Linked DNA regions of Zea mays: all the other regions are linked to region 2. A link is a contact called in public Hi-C data. All regions are on one chromosome and are shown on one strand. The core of a region is the stretch at or near the end of the contact, and the rest is flanking DNA. Distances in the headings are between cores, read along the strand shown.

Region 1 (3,014 bases), core at 261-2,760, 140 kb before region 2:
TGTCTCAAACTTTATCTTACACCGGTATTAAATGATTAAAAAGGCCAAATGATTTGTGATATCAAGTCATCAAAAAGTATCTATCTTTTAGAAAAAACAAAAAAAATAACAGGTGGATAGGTTCATAGAAACAGTGAGATGAGCTATGGATATATTTATGACCAGTAATCTCTATGCTTTAACTAACCCAAATAATGAGCTAGCGGTAGTTGTTGTGGAGAAAGAAGAACCCGCTATTGAGATTTTCTGAAGAAGAGAAAAATGTTGATGCCAATATCAATGATAACAATTTAAGAGGCCTCTATGGTAGTTTTCGTTCAGTGCCCCTAAAATGCTAGGAATGATCCTATGTACAACCACATAAATGGTCTGTATCTTAAGGGGTATTTAAATGAATAAGTTTAAAACACAAAAAATGTATCTTAGTAAAGGAACGTCTCTAGCACAGTTTTTGAGTCTAAGATATGGTTACACTCATACAACCCACATAAATGAATCATTTCTTGAGATGTTCGTAAATAAGATACAAGACTTAGATATATTGAGTTGTATGAACGAGTATATCTAATGCTTAAATAACCAAAAATAATATTTAGGTTGTACGTGCCCTAACAGGTCAAACTTATGATGTGTTTTGTTTGGATTTTGGCTTTTACTTTTGCCCAAAAGCCAAAAGCCGTGCCAAATGGCTGGATCCAGAATCAGTTTTTTCTAGAAGCCGACTCTCTCGCAGTTTAAAACTGAAAGCACCTCTAGACCTACCTTTAGGATGTGTTTGATTGCAATGACAAGACAATGAGATGAGACGATCCCTCAAATAAGATTGTTTGGTTCAAGGTCAAAGGTTGGAACATGACTATCTAGTGTTGTCCCCAATTATCTTTCAAAATTGGAGGGACGAGAGAGTACGCCAAGGGACATCCCTGTTCTTGCTGTCCTGCAACCAAACGTACCCTTAATGACTTTCAAATAAAACTGTGAATATATATATGAACTTTTAGTGGTTTTTTATGATTTACACTAAATAATTTTTAGCTTTTTAATAGCTCAGAGCGTAAACTAGCTTTTTTTCACTCCCAACAACCAAACAAACCCTTCGCCTAACGATAACAACAGCAACACATGCCAATATACCGATGTCATTTGCCATCTCGAATTGCGGAGGCGGCCCATGAGAGGGCAGTTCAGACCTTTCAAGTGACCCGACCGCCAGCGCATATCCACTGCGCACGGGGATAATGGCGAGCACTACCGGCCAGCGCAACCGTCCCCGCGCGTACACCGTCAGCATGGCCGCCGATGCGATAAAAAAATAACTCCAGCTCAAATTCCTAATGCAGCCAGCCCAACCGATCTGCTCCGTCCACTGCCTCAGGCAACGGCACTCCTCGCGCCACCTGGTGGGTCCCTCGTCCACTCCAACTCCACCGCCTCCTTTGCCCCAATCCAGCCGAGTGATTTTTAGTTTATTCACGCGCAAAAAACTAAAAAAGAATTATAAACGGAAGAAGAACGGCAGGCGAAGCATCGCCAGGTAATCAACCCGTCCTCCTGTCCTTCTTCCCCTCACCCACCGCGGGAAATTCGGCGCGATTCGGGCGGTATTAGTTGGAATTCCCCTGAGAATCGGAGCGTTTTTTTGGACTTGGTAGATTGGTATATCGATCGATTGATCGGTGGCGGAGGGAGGGGAGGAGGGCGGCAGATGGCGGCGTGCCGGGGCTTCTTCGAGTGCCTGCTCAGGCTGCTCAACTTCATCCTCACCGTCGCCGGCCTCGCCATGGTCGGCTACGGGATCTACCTGCTCGTCGAGTGGATGAAGATATCTGAGGACGGCAGCAGCGGGGGGTTGACGGCGGAGGTGCTGGTCTCCGGCCGGCCGTTGTTGGGGGCTGTCGCTCTCGGTGACAGCTTCCTCGACATGCTACCCAAAGCATGGTGAGATGGTTGCTTGCTCATGCACCCTTTTTGTTTCTGATGTATCAACGTTGGTTTCGTCCATGTGATCTCGCGACTGATTAGGATTTTGGGTTGTGAGGAACTGCGAGGTTTGCTTAGTAGGGGTGGCAATCACAATTGTGAATAGGACAAGTGTTACTTTAATTTTCCATGTAGTGGATGATTAAGAGGCGAATGTTTGAAATATGCAATGATGTTATGATAGCCAAAACTCTCAGTTGCAAATTGCAGTTTGATGTAGCATTTGTTATTCGCCTTCGGATCGATGAGCTTGTTAGTCAGGCAGTAAATTCTATGTGGATTTGAATTGTTCCAAGTCTCCAGTCGGAACCATTGGTTCTTTAGTTTGGCAATTATGGGTTTGTTATTTGTTTGTTCTTACTGCCAAAACGGTTGTGTTTGACATGGAATCGCCTCTGTTCCCTGCAGGTTTATTTATTTGTTCATTGGTGTTGGTGCTACTGTTTTCCTCGTGTCTCTGTTTGGCTGCATTGGAGCAGGGACAAGAAACACCTGCTGTTTGTGTTTCGTATCCTTTTTAATGTGCCTCTTAGACATCATTCTGTTGTCCTCTCTAAAGAATATTCCATTTGTCATACACAATACACTAAAAAGTACTCCCTCCGTTCTTTTTTATTTGTCGCGGTTTAGTTCAAAAATAAACTAACGGACGACAAATATTTTAAAACGGAGGTAGTACTTGGAATTATGCTGCACATTAAATCCAGACGGGCTATTAGTATCTGAACCTGCTAAACCAACAAATTTTGTTTCTGTACTACTCTGAAACGCCAATCTTATAGAACAGCAGTAGCAGAGGCAATAATATTTTAACTATTTCTGCAGCCCCATGATATTTTGTCAAAGGTAGTTATTTGACTTTTTATAATGATATAAGATCACACTATTAATTCATGCTTGTTTCCTTTGACTTATAAAAAAGTATGCCTTCTTGGTCATATTGTTGATCCTTGCTGAAGCTGGAGCTGCTGCATTCATTTTCTTTGACCATAGCTGGAAAGATGTGAGTATTCTGTTTGGTGCTTGTCTTGGGA
Region 2 (2,986 bases), core at 238-2,737:
ATTTCCACTATTATTTGAGCATTGTGTGATGATGTGCAATTATGTAATCGTTGTGTACGTGAATTTCTGATCCTAGCACGTACATGGTTCGCATTTAGTTTACCTTCTAAAACCGGGTGTGATAGTAAGGTAGGCGCATGTAGCCAACACAGGTCCAGCACGTGGAACTCGCAACCATCACCACTAGCAATTTATTCAGGTGAACAATTCCCACGAACGGAGAAAAAAGATATGGTCCATTTGCATAGAGGAATCGAAGGTTGACGCGTAGGACAGTTCGGATTGGCCGGGAGACCTACCGGCTTGACAAAGAGTTGGTGCAGATCGGATCTCGCAGCAATGTCGAGGTAGAGTGTGTTGATAATGTGTTGAATAACTACAATACCACGGATCACCAGATCCGCTCCCTACCCTACCGTCAGCAGTTTAGGTACGAGAAGATATTTGAAGACATGTCTCCCTTCCTAGAAGCACGATAGAGAAAGCACAAAAGATACAAGATGTAGGGTTGGGCCTCTGGCCTTTTTCTGTCTCTTTCATTCCATATTATAGGGTACAAGTTCTATATATAGAGACATGATACCCTTCAGAAGCATATCAATATTTATCCACATAACCCTTTACTAGGGTTTCTTAACAAATTCAATGTATATGTTATCTTCAAGTTTGGAATGAATTCAAATCAAACTCAACGGAGCGTGATTCTTGCAAATACAAATGCTAGTAAAAATTAGGCAGTGAATGGGGCTAAGACTCGAAAAAAGATGGAGGCTCGCGAGTTGGTTCAAACTTGGCTTGACTCAAAATGCTCGCGAGCCTGAACGAGCGCAATCTGAGCCTACTTTTGTGGCTCGCTCAAGCAGTGAGCCTGAGCCGGCTCACAAGCCAGTCTAATGACATGATGTTATGTCGTTTCACTAGTACATCATTATGTTATTGTTTGGTTTCCTTATTTTTATGGACTCAATGCTAGTATAGTTTAAAATATGTAGCTAGATTTTTTGTATATGTTTTCTATTATGTATATAATGAAAATATATAATTTATTACTTTAATTGAGATTTAGTGTGGCTCGCGAGTCTGAACGAGTCCGAGTCAGGGCACATTTTCAAGCCCTTAATGTGATCGAGTCGAGCCGAGTTTGGCTCGTTGGATCACCGAAGCGCACCGAATCGATCTTGGCTCGGCTCGTTTCCAGCCCTAAACAGAGCTACCTGACTACATTGGATTAGATTTAGATGTCGCTGTGTCACGACTACCACCTCCAGCTTTGTCGCTATCTCCGGCGTCCGACCGAGCCACTGCTTTTAGGTTTCTATTGGAGGGCCCGCCACCCATCGGTCTGCTCTATTCCTGTGCTTGAGTTGCTGACACCGGGCGAGGATTCACGTATTCGTGTGACCGCGGCTCGGCGCTTCGTGATTGTGGTCTTGTGGATACGTGGAAAGTGGTGAAGGTTCGTTTTTGTGTGGGACATGGACTACGTCAAAGTTTGTTTAGCTTTTAGCTTCTCACGTGGTGTGGGCTGAGCTCGGCAACATTAGCTTAGGGCTAGTATAGGAGCCACAAAATCAGAGAGTATTAGAGAGACTAAAATCTTTTTCTTATTCAATTTTGAATAAAATGAGAAATTTAACCACTCTAAAAGCATCTCCAAGAGTTTTACAGAAGTCTCCTAAATCAAGTTTTTTTTGGAAAAACACAAAAATTTGTCTCCAACAGTTCCACTAAAATGCTCCCATCTTTTTTATAGCCCTTAAAACTCTCTCATTTGTAACAAATGAGGAGGTTTTAGGCTCAGCAGAAATAATTTGTCGTTTAAGGGATCTGTTGGAAAAATGATTAAAATCTACCCCACTAATTTAATTTTTTTAGATATCCTTAAAACTAATTTTGATAAGTCATTTTTTAGAGAGCTCTTGAAGATGCTTTAATCCCTTAATTTTTAGACTTCCAAACTAGCTCTCAGTGTTTTTAGTTTCTCACGTTCAAGTAGACTACTTGTCTCTACGTCTATGGTCATCATGGCCCCCGGTCATCACCCCTGCTGCATTGGCTCATAGCTGACCTTGGATTCGTGTTGGCCGAGGGGAGGGCGGGATGCATGCAGCACGCTGTCGCCAGGGGCATCCATAGAGAAATGACGATCATTTCGAGAAACAGGGAGAAGGCATCAGAAAGATGAGGATAAAAGGGTCATTTGGATACTGTAGCATCGTCCTCTTGTTGGTGCGGATATTTTGGTGAGTCATGTGGTTCGGGTTATTTTGACGTAGCCACGTCTTGATGTGCTTGTTTTTTTCAAATATCTCTAAAAAACAAGACAAAATTATTAAATATTTTTTACAAATAACTAGGTAGAGGAAGTATTAATTATTAACTGAAAACAATAATCTTGGTTGTCTCCAATAGCTCACGCGCGCGGATGCAAAAAATAGTTCGCTACACAAGGAAGCGAGTGTTAAAAGACGTCGTTTGCTCTAGTAGAAAGCACATGCAAACGTCCAAACATATATAAAGAGGAGATAGAATCAATAGATTTAGGGTCCTTTTTTCTACGTCCTTATCCACTCTCTCCTAGATGGGAAAATCAGACACATACCCTCAAAAGAACCGACCTATAGATACATACCATCAAAAGAATTCACTTTAGATATATCATCAAAAGATGTTATTTTTAGTTGCTTAGCACTTCTGTGAACTCCACGCTAACTTGGGAGAACTCCACGCTAACTTGGGAGGTACGACGTCGAGGAGGCAAGGGTCACAGATTTTCGGAAGCATGCCATCGAGGAGGCCGCCGAGGAGATACGACAACACTGTCACGGAATATGCCGAAAGGGAAATGAGCTTAATCATTTCCCATAATCGATTTTGGTGTTTAATGTTCATCACAAACCACGTGAACTAACTAGATTATCTAGATGTCTCTTATCTCAGGTGCATAAGGTTCAACATAAACCAAGAAAGAAATTAAGTTGCGGAC
Region 3 (3,063 bases), core at 486-2,985, 210 kb after region 2:
AACTGGGTAGCTTACCCTAGAGCGAGTCTCGATGTTGTAGCAACCGAAGTTGTTGTGATATTGTTCCTTTCTGGTAGCCTTCGTCTCATAAGATAGCTCATGGATGTTACAGAAACATTTTGCATCTGGTTCCAATCCCTGGCTCCTCATGGCCCATATAAAGATCCCCATCTTGATGATAGCTTCGGGAGTAAGCTGATGAAGGTAAATCTCAAAAGTTTTTAGGACCTCGACCAGCAATTTATCCAGAGGGAACCGAAGCCCTGCCTTCATGAGGCTTCTATAAACTACTACCTCATCGGCTTCGGGCAGAGGGACATTATTTTCCCCTCCAGACCTCACAATTGAGATATCACGGAAGTACCTTCCCCTCATTGCATCAATTTTCCCTTGCTTGATAGTTGATTTCCTGAAGACAACATGGCTTGGTCTCCAGGGCCGATCTTCGGCATCTTCATTCCCGCTTTCTACATCAAAGCTTTCACTATCACTGGAACCTTCAGATATTCCAGCTAACATCTCATGTGCAATCTTCTCTGCGTTGGTTTTTTCCATAGCTTCATAAAACTTGGACAGCGTCGGGTCAACAATCTTCTTCTCGTCAGCCATTAAGACGATGGTCGTTGGAATGTCGAAGCTTGAAATTCAATTAAACTCGACAAAGCAAGAAAGTTTAAAACGACAAGCACAATGCAAGCAACTGAAATGGCATAAGAAATGCTTTCAATACAAGCTCCTATTTATATGTCCAGCGCCCCACGGTTTGGTGGGTCCTGCATGTCAGTGTCATTTGCTATTCTAGCGAAGGGAAGGTGTTTTTTTAGACCTTCGGCTAAAGGCCTTCGTTCACGTCGCAGTCTAAATTTGTCACAAAGAAACAAATTAATATAGCGAGGGGCTACTGTTGGGGGCCTTCTTCCTCCGAAGGTCCTCAAAAACACGACTAATCATATGTTTCTAGTGTGACATGGGTTATTTCATAGTGGAGCTTCGGCTTCGGATGAAGGTTTTCTCTTATGACAAGATGGAAATACAATCCGAAGGTGATGAAATTGGACGACGAAACTATAGCCAAAAAGCTTCGACTTGAAGTGATGACGAAGACCAAGTACGATGATGGACGAGAAGGGACAAAGACTACTTAATCCCTAATATTTCATATTATGTTCATAGATGAGTGTTAAGGGTATAAATGTATTTTCACTCGGGTTGCGTCTCGTGCCTATAAATAGATGAACAGTAGCACCGTACTGTTCACGCTGGATTGTATTCACTTTCTCGCATCCTCACCTCCGAGCAAGACGAAGGTATTATTGTAATATTAACATTGTTGATATTTATTTATGTTTTATAAAATGCAAGAATAAATGAATTAAGATATGGTTATCACACTTATTCCTTCGTATTCTTATCCTTGTATTAGTATGATGAAGGTACGTCCTTCTCCACCTTCGTCTGAAAGACATTATAGTTGTAAGGAGATAATGCCTCGAAGTACAAAGGTTTTTTATGATTAATAATTGTGTTTCCTTGTTCTTAACTCACAGTATTTGAGAACAAGTGACCACCAAGGACGGTGATGGCTGTGATGGTGGCCGGACTGGGTGCTGACGGCTGGGAGTTGGGAGAAGTGAGGGAGAAAAATCTAACCCTGATACTATGTAAGGTTGTGTAGACTGTTTGTATAGAGTGGTTACATATAAATAGACTTGGAATCTTAACCTAATGGACCGAGGGCAGTGGTGTCAACCCACACATAGGACTAGTTTGGGAAAAAACGGAGGTGGTTGAAGGGTTAAAATCTCCTTATTTAAAAATAAAGAAGAGAATTTTAGTGCTGCATTGCCCTTACACGGTGTCTAACATCTGCTTGTGGACTTTGACTCGTACTTCAGCGACCCGAGCCCCCGACAATCCCTCGCCGAATTCCAGAATCCAGAGCAAGGGTATCACCTCGACCTCAGTTACTGATCGGAGCCGCTCCTGGCGCTTGGTTTCTATTGGATGCGGTGAGTTCCTTTGTAACCCCTCTCAGATCCCCTCCAAGCTTAAAGACCATATAGAAACACAATCCGTATTCAGCTGTTAGCTTAAAGCTTATTGAATGGTTGGACTGGCTCCAAGATCCAACGTCATCTTCTAGGATTTATAGCATTGTGCTAATTTTTGGGAAATTGAAGGGTCAGTTTAAACTAAAAAAACTCGGATTTACAATAGCATAGCTAAACCAACTCTTCTTTTTTCTTGGTGAGTTGGTGGACTGTCGCTTATGAAGTTCTCCCTTTTTCCAATCATGCTGAATAAGAGAGGAAACTCGGAACTTGCTAACTTACTGTTTCTTGTGTTCATTAAGTTGTATGTAGCCTTGTAGCTAGGTGTACAATTTACCAAGCTCATGAAATATTCGATGACCATTCCCTCCAAGTCCAACCACAAAAAGTGATGTTTATGGTTGTCTAATGTCAACCACTCCAAACTTTAACTATTATTTACTTTTTTATATATTGAGCTTCAATGTTTGAAAGAGCAGAATTCTCTTTAAAAATAGTTTCATAAAAATTCACATTTTCTATATTTATAGTTATATTAGAAGAAAAGGTAGAGGCCAAACTTTGGAACTTGATTTCATACAACTTCAGAACGAGGGAATGTCATCTAGGATCCCACCCTATTCATCAAATTTGTGATTACTGCATTCGGGCATGATAAGTTCTAAACTTTCCTTGGATCCATAAATTAGTATATGTGCAGTCGTGTACTAGCTAATTTGTAACACATTATGCTTCGTTTTCATGTACACCTTCACCATTCTAGTTTTCAATAGGTAAAGTTGTGGATCCTAAAATTTACAGCTAGGCATAGCCTTATATGTGCACTACAGAAGTAATGTCTATTTTTATTTTTTTGCATAATTATAGAATAAGTTGTCATGTGCTTGTCAAAACAGGGTGTGATGCAGTTAGGGGCACCAAAGAAATTGAACCATCAGTTCGATAAGAGTACATAAAAGGTAGAGACAATATTTTACTTTTGTCCTACATATACAATTATATATATGTATTC

What was found. A called contact is a pair of places that touch in the nucleus more often than the background predicts.
Region 1: a Hi-C map of leaf shows a contact between it and region 2, with 4 times the contacts expected there. The contact joins the promoter of LOC100284460 here to the enhancer-like site in region 2. A contact is called at or near these places in 2 of 25 Hi-C or Micro-C datasets (leaf and tassel).
Region 3: a contact with region 2 is called in a Hi-C map of ear, with 2.1 times the contacts expected there. The contact joins the promoter of LOC103637688 here to the enhancer-like site in region 2. A contact is called at or near these places in 3 of 25 Hi-C or Micro-C datasets (ear, leaf and tassel).

The regions. Positions count from the first base shown.
Region 1 is chr1:98,533,539-98,536,552 of Zm-B73-REFERENCE-NAM-5.0, forward strand. LOC100284460 (tetraspanin family protein) reads left to right here and starts at 1,511. Exons shown (of 7, transcript NM_001157355.1): 1 at 1,511-1,534; 2 at 1,653-1,938; 3 at 2,389-2,488; 4 at 2,903-2,983. The coding sequence starts at 1,706.
Region 2 is chr1:98,670,349-98,673,334 of Zm-B73-REFERENCE-NAM-5.0, forward strand. No RefSeq gene overlaps it. Among protein-coding and RNA genes, the nearest start is that of LOC103637687, 27 kb to the left of the region's middle. Within about 2 kb of position 1,488, at least 16 of the 20 cell types and tissues checked have an H3K27ac peak or open chromatin away from gene starts, as enhancers often do. A contact at or near this core is called in ear and leaf, where this site is marked.
Region 3 is chr1:98,882,978-98,886,040 of Zm-B73-REFERENCE-NAM-5.0, forward strand. LOC103637688 (disease resistance protein RPM1) reads left to right here and starts at 1,736. Exons shown (of 3, transcript XR_004855284.1): 1 at 1,736-2,009.